Linked DNA regions of Siniperca chuatsi: region 1 is linked to region 2. A link is a contact called in public Hi-C data. All regions are on one chromosome and are shown on one strand. Each heading gives the region's core, a stretch centred on a gene start, on an enhancer-like site or on the middle of the called end of the contact. The rest is flanking DNA. Distances are from core to core; before and after follow the strand shown. Region 1 holds the start of traf3ip2a (E3 ubiquitin ligase TRAF3IP2). Region 2 holds the start of slc16a10 (monocarboxylate transporter 10).

Region 1 (4,930 bases), core at 1,892-4,391, 160 kb before region 2:
AGCTAGGCTATTTCTTGGCCGACAACTGCTGGGTGCAGTGACATACACAGCATCTCAAAAGTCCTGTCCTTATAGTTACAGGTTTGCAGACTGTTGTGACAAAATTTGGGTGACTTGTGGGTGTAATACCTAGCTAAAATAAAATGTAAATAAAACAGTTTTGGAGTTGTTAGAAGACTTTGTTTTTTTCATTTTTGACAGAGCTTGACAGAGTTTCCACCTGCTTCTAGTATTTGAGCTAAGCTAGACTAAATATTCTGGCAAATCCCAAAATGTCCTTTTATTTACATACTGAAAAACATTATTACTAATTCATTAAGCATTCAAATACTGTGTTTGCACTAATCAGCATTGTTTTTATTAACAATTGAATCAAATGTCTGCAGTATATCTATGCTAATGTGAAAGCAGTCAATCATAGTGACAAACCTACAGAGTTATCACCAAACTCTGCAGTTCCCCTCTGCTCTATGTTACGTTTTAGCATTTTTTAGCTTATGGTTTTGGTTTTCATAAACTAAACCTACCTCTACTCTACCTGCCCAGCACCAAACAGCAGACAGACAAAGTCAGGTGGTGAGCAAAATAGAGCATCTAGCAAGTGAGCCAAATATTTTTCTCAGGGGTTGGTGAAAACCAAACCAGAGCTAACAGGAGATTGGACTTACATTTGTCAGGTGCTAATATTGCCCTGTGTCTGCTGGATGTTTAAATAAGCGATTGTTTGCTAAGAAGATAATCTGCCATAACAACTTTATACAGTAAGGTGATACAATGTCAGATGTTGTGTTTTAAACAAAATCAATTAATTAATAAATTCATTTAAAAAGTCATTGGTAATAACTTAAAATACGACCAGACGGGCAAATGTCATGTATCCATCTGAGCTTTTATGTTCGTGTCTTCCAGCCAACCTCTTCACATTCTATATGATGTGCTACCGTAAATGCGGGATGTCCCACACGGCCATCATTTACCTGAGCTGTCTGGCCATCGTGGACACCTTCTACCTGGTGTGGGTGATCCTTATTGACCTGACCCTCACCTTTTGGCTAGTGCAGCCCTTCTGGCACTCCCACCCCTGGTGTGGCATCCTGGGATTCCTGCAGTATGGATCGCTGTACAGCTCCTCCTGGATGGTGGTGGTGTTCACCATCGAGCGCTACCTCGTCCTCCGCAGCACAACGGCCAAGCAGCACTTCTCCCAGGCCTGGGTCACTAAATTGACCTGTGTGGCTGTCGTCCTGGTGTCACATCTTGTCTCTGTGCCCCTGGGCTGGATCAACATCGTCACACCTGTCAACATTACTGTGGACGGAGAGAATGTGACGCTGCCTAGGTGTTGTTACCGCAATGAGGCCTACTCTACTGTTATAGTGTGGATAACCACCTTCCTCTCAGGTGGAATCCCCATTGTGTTGGTCATCATCTTCAACTACCTCATCGGGTACCATCTGTGCCGCGCCAGCAACCTCTTCACCAAGGAGGAGCGTCGCGTCATGCACGGGAGGAGCACCAGGGGCATGTTGAGGAGGACCATCCTGCTTCTGGGCACCGTTTCCGTGGCCTTCGTCATGCTCAGCCTGCCCCGCTTTGTCACATACTGCATCCTGAGGACCAAGTACAACAACGAGAACTTCAACAGGAACGACTACAGCATCCCCATCAACGTGGCCGGAGACTTGGCCAACATGCTGCAGAACCTCAACTCCACCACTAACTTCCTGCTCTACTGCATGGTCAGCCGGCGCTTCCGACGGGAGCTGGTCCAAGTGGTGACTTGTAACGTGAAGGCACGTGAGCTGGCCTCTGTCCTCACTCACACCACCATGAAAGTCTTCTCAGTTGTAGATCATAAGGCCTCGCCATCCAGCAACCCTGTGACTGTGGTGCTTACCAATCTCAAACAGACAGCGTAGAAAGAATCTGGAAGAATGGACAATGATCAGACTTTAAAAATAATTATCGTTTAACTTTTTTGTGTTTGTCTTTTTAGCCACCTAGTTGCGTGGCTCTATGGATGGCAAGGCTGGTCAGTCCACCACTTTGGTCCAGACTGAAATATCTCAACTACTTTTTGATGTATTTCCATTCAATTTTGTACTGACATTCATGGTCCTCAGAGGATGAATCCTAATGACTTTGGTGTTCCAGCTGCAGTGTCCAGCATCAACATTGTCAATTATCCAGTAAAATATCTAAACATGTACTTGACAAATTGGCAAAAATTTTGGTACAGACATGCATGGTTCCCAGTCGATGTATTTTAATGACTTTGGTGATCCCCTGACTTTTCCTCCAGCACCACCATAAAGTTGGCACATGGTTTTGAGTGAAATATTTCAATAACTATTGGATGGATTGCCATGAAATTTGGTACTGACATACATGTTCCCCAGAGGATGAATTGTAATAACTTTAGTGATCCCTTCACTCTTCCTCTAGTGCCACCTTCAGATCAAAATTTTTATGAATCCAGTACTTTAGTTTATGATCAAAGACCTGCAGAACTAATTACATTCCCATCAGCCTCAGCTGTACTTACTTTAGAGTTGATTAGCAAATGTTAACATGCTGACACACTAAACTAAGATGGCGAACATGGTAAACATTATACCTGCTAAACATCAGCATGTTAGCATTATATCATTTGCATTTAGCTCAAAGCACCACTGTGCCTAACGTCATCCTCACACTGCTGCTAGCGTGACTTGATCATACAACACAGGTAAAACATATGAAATAAACTAATGACTGTGGATGGACTATTGTAACAATGGATGTGATCAAGCCCTGAGTCATTCAGGTCATGTGTAGTTGTGAAAGGAGAGCAAGTGGACCTTCTTTCTAGCCTTAAAAATGTTTGACTGATCAAAACTGCTATGATATTCAATAGTGAAGTGATTTGTTCCAAATGAAATTTGAATACATATGAGCAATGCTGCAAATGATATGTTGTGTATGTACATGTCAATTGTGTTCTTTTTGATTAATGTTAATTTATTACTTGAGGATTCACAGGTTCTCTTTTCCAAGAGTGGATGAAAATGAGACCTGCCACCTTTCAAATCAAAGAAACAGTTCAATCTGACTGGCCACAGAATGCCTACCTTGCCAAAGAAATAACCTGGCAGTTTCAGTCTTAATGCCCTGCATTATTTGCATAAATGGGTCATGAGACTTCCCTGCTTTGCATAGTGGGAATATTTCCTCTCCTTCCTGTTTGCCTCAGAACAGGTTTGTGCTGTGGCTGAGGGATAAGCAGGTCGAAGAAAAGGTAGGTGTGGGAGTGCGGTACAGTCAAGTTCTGCTTTATTCTCTGTATGTGAATTTATAGGGGAAAACATATTGGAAACTTCGGAGATAGTTTTTATCTGTCATTTAAGAAGGCATACTTTAGATCAGTGATTTTGACCTTTGTACTAGTTTGCAGCGTTCATGTTACATTCAACCCACCTTTAAAGGTACATGCAGTGTTTCACACCTATTCAGTGAGGAAGAACTAAGAATGTGTAAATACTCCTTTGTCGTGTTCATTCTAGTACTTTATCTGCTATTTACTTTGTAAAATGTGTATTTTCATTAGTGACAGTGATAGTTGCCTTTGTTGTTAAAAGTGCACTTTGAATCTACAAACTAGTTTCAAACGTAGTTTTCTTGCCAGTTGTGCTTATATAAGGTACTGTAGTGTATGTGTCTCTTTAAGTTGTTGTGCTCTATTAAATTCCTTTAACAATGGTTTTGTTTTCACTTCACCAGAGGTTAACAGACACTTTTCCTTGGTGAGAAAATGGACTCTTTTAAAGGTAGGAAACAAAACCCTGTCAGACTTGCAGCAGTCATGAATCGGTCTAGCCAAATGAAGTACAAACCTGTTTTTCTGTTGACTCTTGTTGTCAGGACCTTGCCCTCATCAGAGTGTTCCTGTTGAGATGGATGAGAGCATGACATCCTCCAGTCTGCACTTGGCCTGGCCTCCCTCTTGCAAACAGTGTAGTGGACATACAGAGACCAGCAAAAGGCCGCAGGAACATGGCTATGAACAAGCTAGGGGGGCAGCACACAATGTCGGCCAGTGGAGACTCCCTGAGAGCCAGTATCAGCATGAACCCAGAGGAGCCTGTCATGCTGCCCCCCAACCTCACCTCACCCCCCCTACACAGTCAGGACAGATGAAACCCCCCCTCTCTGCAGGTGCTTGGGCTCATGATCTCAGAGAGCAGGCACCGCTGTTTGATTGGGCCCCCCGGGTTAACCACAGTAGAGGCCTTGCAGGCCCTTCGAACTATCCCCAGGACCGCTCTGTGGAGGAGGCAGAAAGCTTGGAGCACCCTCTCTCGCTCATGTCTAACAGTAACTGTACCCACTACGTCCCAGAACGATACCCTGCAGAACGTATGCCCGGTCAGTGTCACTGCTGCATTATCATTAGAAACACGAAACATTACGGGTGTCTGGTGTTACTGTCAGCATTGGGGAATATGTATATGTTCTTACATTTAACAGTCTGTTACTGAAAGATTTCAGACTCTTTTATTTTTATTGTTACTCTGAAACACATTAGCAGATAAATGATTTTTCTGACCACAAGATTTATTAATTTATCAGTAGATGATGATTACAATGTTTAAAGGGTCAGTTCACCCAAATTAGAAAAACATGTGTTTGACATATGTAATGACACAAATTATTGTCATGGGACACTAACACCCTCCATGGAGACCCATGCAAAATGATTGATTTTAGGGCAAGACACTTATTAAAGCTAGGGCAGGTGACGCAGGAGAAACTGGCAAGAGACAGCTAGATATGGAAAGTATCCAACCAAAAAATCCCACCCCCTCCCTTCAGGCCCCCTCCAAAACCACTCCCCCAAAACACATTTTCATGCGCACTGAGTGCACAGGCAGAGTGCACGCAGGCAGACAGG
Region 2 (4,909 bases), core at 1,563-4,062:
CATGCTGAATTTGAAACCAAATGGGCAGTGTGTTCATTTCCATAGTAAAACCACTATGATCACTATGATCATTCTAGGTTTATAGGATTAAAACATCCCTATTAAAGGGATAAGTGGCATAAGAAATAGTCAGATAAATGCCCTCAGTATTAAATTATGTCTTGTTCAAGAGCTTTAGCATGCAAAGCTGTGTCCGGTGCCTTGATATCACTTGTGAAAACAGAAAAAGAAGTGAAACCTTTGTTAGACGTTGCATAAGCGAGCCTTGAATCCAACTGTCATTACCTCCTCCCCACATTCCCATCGTCCAGTTGTCTAAGCCTCACTTGGGGGAAGGCATCACTCTTCAAGACAGCGTGCCAAGGACCTTTGGTCATTGGGGGAGGGCGGTGGGTGGTGTGTTTGAGTTGCAGAGAGTATATCCATGTCAGACAGAGCTATCACAGCAGCAATAATAAAATAGTTGCAAAAATAGTTGAAAAAAGTTCCACTGAAAAATAAAACACATGCATTTTTCAATGACAATGTTCAGTGACAGTTTTATTTCAGTGACAGTGGGAATGAAATGACACAATGGCAGTATCCCTGGTTATTTGCATTCTGAAACATTACCTCTTTATTACACATTTCTGTAGAAATGTGCCTTTATTACTTGTGCCAATTACAGGCCACCATAACTCAAGGGAATGAATGGGCAACTTCTCGGTTGTTTTAGTGGGAACATCTGCTTCATGTCAGTGATTTTTGCTTTTAAAGGCAGACATGCAGGAGAGTAGAACAACATGAACAAAATGCAGATGTCCATATGATCGCAGTGGAAAAAGTAGAATCTGTCCACTTACCACCTCCCACATTGACCCCTTGCATCATGTAAAAGCAGCATTTAGCATCTAGACAACCAAAAAAGCGGTTTCCTTACAGGTTTACTTCTACATACTCATCTGTCAAACAGCAGCACCAACAAAGGGTGGTTACAATGACAGGAGACCCACACAGGGTCATTATTCATGGCCACCTCTATCTCTCACACACCCACAAGAGGGAGAAGGATTTTCTCTGTGTGACCTTTTTCTTGACTCTGACCCCCCAATCTGCTACCTGCAGTAACCACTTAAACAAGCTTTTCTCTTTACAGAGAAACCTGGAAATTCTTCCATCATTTATATTCACTGCCCATGTGTTGCCAATAAATCTGACACAAAGATAGGGTATACACTGTCAAAACCTCTTAACATCCTACACACCACTTATTGTTATTTATGCACCACAAGAGGTATAACATAATGTCTGTTAAATAACTGATAAAATAACAATGAATTTAAAAAAACTGAATATGACGAAGCCTGACATAAATAAACTAAAATAAAGGTACATAGCAAAATAAGTTTTGCGTTTTTTGGTGCCTTCTAAAATAGTTAGAACTTCACAGTGACAGTAGGGCTGATTTACTCAATGAGAAGGAGAGTTATTTTTTAGGAGTTTCCGTGCAACATTGGCTGATTCATAATTTGAGCGCCACACCAAATGTCTCTCGTGTCTCAGCATGTTTCCAGACAGTCACTTAAAACCATGCTGCACCTACAAACTGCTAGCAACTTTCACAAAGGATCGCTCGGTTTCTGACAGAAACCACTACACACCCACAGAAAATATATTGCCACCACATTTAGTACCACGGCATTACCTGGCCGTCAAGAAGCATTAGGCTCTACCTCTTACATCCCCACAGCCGTGTCACTGAACCACAGCTTTTTCTTGAGTTCCATTTCTGTCATGCATTTTCCCCTCTCACCAGGAAACGACATATCGTATTACTTGCTAGCTGACGTTAGCTAACTTACAGTATGTACAGTTGGCTAAATGGCAAACGCATTTTACCTATTCTGTTGTGAAAAGGCATAAAACATGGCAACAAAATTGATTTTATTCATAGAACTGGATAGCATTAGCATGAGAGTGGAGAGGTCGGTTTCTCTTTACTAACGTTGTGTCCATGAGCAAGACAAAATGAACGTTTACGTTAACTTTAATTCAGTGAGTCTCACCGGAGACCTTCAGAGGAGACAGTTTACAGTTATAACCGCGTGCTCTGGACACGTTAAATGGCCTCTCTTCCAAAACAATATTTGTGTACACACTCAAGGTAGCTCCATAACTGAATTTAAAATAATTACATGACGTGCTAAATTTAAGGCCATTTACGGTAAATTTAAACGTACAACCTCTTCTCCTGCGTCACCTGAAATTCAGGTCTGTATCGTCACCCCTCAACCTCACTCACCTGTCCTGAAGCGGAGGTCTTCATCGTCCTCGGAGCCGAACTCCCGGAGGAGGGAGAGGAAGAGTATACCAAAGGCGTTCTGGATCCCGAACACCGAGCCGTTACACCACATAGCAGCCAGCATGACAATCCACCCCCAGCCGCCCTCGGGGTGCACAAACTCGACCTCCTCTGCTCCCGGAGTCGCGGTTTGCCCCGACACGGCCACTTTCCAGTCCCCGTTCTCCGTCTTCTCCTCTTCCGGCCGCTTCTCCTCTGCGGGCACACCGACGGGCACACCGACGGGCACCTCATCCTTACCCGCTGTATCATCTTCTGGCATATTGTTCCCTTCTGTCATTGTTTTTATGTCAGGGTTATATTAAAGAGCAAAGAAACGGCAGTTTTTTTAAGTTTAAGAAAAATGAACACACGTTGTATCTGAGCAATGACGGCTTTCGGGTTAGGGTAAAGTCGCATCCATTAAGGTGGAGCTGTAGTTGAAGCGGTGCTGGTAACGCAGCATCTGTTCCTACAGTAACTGTCAATTGCTGCTCTTGCAATATTATAAATAGACAGTGCGAAGGGGCGGGGCTCCGGGAATCCTACAGCTGATTGGGCACTGTCATTGACCCGTGACGACCAAGTATTGAAATGCAGACAACATATTGCTTTAGTACATACGTTTTGCACGACTAGTAATAAAAAACAAAGTTACATATACAGCTTAATGTTTTCCTCCTTCGGCAGCTCCCTAACTGCTGTTATGAAAGGTCTCACTTCCCCTTTCCAGCTGCTAAAAATAGCCAAACTGCCAGACAAGCAGATGGACAGACGTAGAGGGATTTGTGCAGTGAGCAGAAAATTAAAGACAAAGTGGGTAAAATGTGAGTGAACTGTGGTTGGAGATCATAACACAAAAAAGAAAAATAACAAAAGTGTAGTTTCACAAAAGGCCCCATATTATTCCCCTTGATAGACCCCCACTTTATTTCATATAATCACTTTCATAGGTTACTAGACAGTTTGCCACATGCCATTGTTATAGGGGAAATAATTTTGTAAAATTATGTTTTACTAATTAATCAAACAAAACTGTAATATCAGTAATTTAATCCCAGTTGTTGTTGTTGCAGTTATTAAAACAATCTAAGGATACATAACTTGCTTTTTAATAGTTTGGTAAATAGTCCTAACTAAGAGACAGAACAAATAGATCAAGGGATTTCTGTTGTGAATGTAGAACACCTGGCCACCCAGACAGTGAGCTGGTATGGCGTCAGATAAATTGTAAATTGGATTTAACTCATAATTAAAAGATATTACATTACAGAGTTTGTATAATCCTGTAAGTGATGTTTGCAATTTTCTGCTGGTATGCAATAAACTAATAGGTCGCCTATTGAGGATACCTTGTGTTCTGTGTTGATTGATTTATTGTCAAACAGCAAGCTCTTGTGGTGTTAGTGACACCACAAGAGCTTAAAGATAATGTTATTTACAGAGACCCAACAAATCCCACCATGAGCAAGCACGAGGTGACAGTGGCAAGGAAAAACTTCCTTTTTACAGGCAGAAACCTCGAGCAGAACCAGACTCAGGGTGGGCGGCCATCTGCCGTGTAAGGTTTAGAGAGCGAGAGAAAGAGAGAGAGAGGTTTAGAGAGAGAGAGAGAGAGAGAGAGAGAAGAGGGGTGTGGGGGAAGCACAATGCAAATACCACCTAGAATTTTAAAATAGTTATATTGTAATGGTAGTGGTGATATTAATATTAATACATTAATTATAATAGGAATGACTATAGGAATAATAATGTCAGTATTAGCAACAGAGCTAATAACAACAACTGTAGTAGCAGTTGTCCAGCAGGAACACGGGGGAGCAGGTGGCCCACAACCACAGATCCAGACTCTGCAGCTCTGGAGGCAGAAATACCTGCTGAAAGCGACAGAAGGAGAGAGGAGAGAGTCGAGAAAGAACAGAACTACAGGATAGAGGAGATGTTGAGTTAGTAACATGCAGTAATGGGATAAAAATGCATACAGATGGAGAGGGAGAGAAGGAAAGAGGTGCTTCATGGGAACTAAGGGATGGTTCAGGACTCACCTGAGCCAGCCCTAACTATAAGCTTTATCAAAGAGGAAAGTCTTAAGCCTACTCTTAAATCTGGAGATGGTGTCTGCCTCCTGAACCCAAACTGGGACCTGATTCCACAGGAGAGGAGCTTAACAGCTGAATGCCCTGGCTCCCATTCTACTTTTGGAGACTCTAGGAACCACAAGTAACCCTGCATCCTGGGAGCGCAGGGTTCTAGTGGGATAATAAGGTAGTATGAGATCTTTAAGATACGATGGTGCCTGACCATTTAGAGCTTTGTAGGTGAGGAGAAGGATTTTAAATTCCATTCTGGATTTTACAGGGAGCCAGTGCAGAGAAGCTAATATTGGAGAAATATGATCTCTTTTCCTAGTTCTTGTCAGTACACGTGCCGCAGCATTCTGGATCAACTGGAGAGTCTTAAGGGACTTATTCGGGCAGCCTGATAATAAGGAATTACAATAGTCCAACCTAGAAGTAACAAATGCATGCACTAGTTCCGGCATTATTTTGAGACAGGATGTGCCTGATTTTTGCAACGTTGTGTAGGTGA

The links. A called contact is a pair of places that touch in the nucleus more often than the background predicts.
Region 1: a Hi-C map of skeletal muscle shows a contact between it and region 2, with 3 times the contacts expected there. The contact joins the promoter of traf3ip2a here to the promoter of slc16a10 in region 2. A contact is called at or near these places in 2 of 3 Hi-C or Micro-C datasets (liver and skeletal muscle).

Annotation. Positions count from the first base shown.
Region 1 is chrLG16:2,376,623-2,381,552 of ASM2008510v1, reverse strand. It overlaps traf3ip2a (E3 ubiquitin ligase TRAF3IP2), which reads left to right and starts at 3,141. Exons shown (of 11, transcript XR_006374850.1): 1 at 3,141-3,277; 2 at 3,760-3,806; 3 at 3,901-4,404. LOC122862805 (probable G-protein coupled receptor 139) reads left to right here. Exons shown (of 4, transcript XM_044168500.1): 4 at 910-2,869. The coding sequence ends at 1,919.
Region 2 is chrLG16:2,214,112-2,219,020 of ASM2008510v1, reverse strand. It overlaps slc16a10 (monocarboxylate transporter 10), which reads right to left and starts at 2,812. Exons shown (of 6, transcript XM_044169776.1): 1 at 2,282-2,812. The coding sequence starts at 2,621.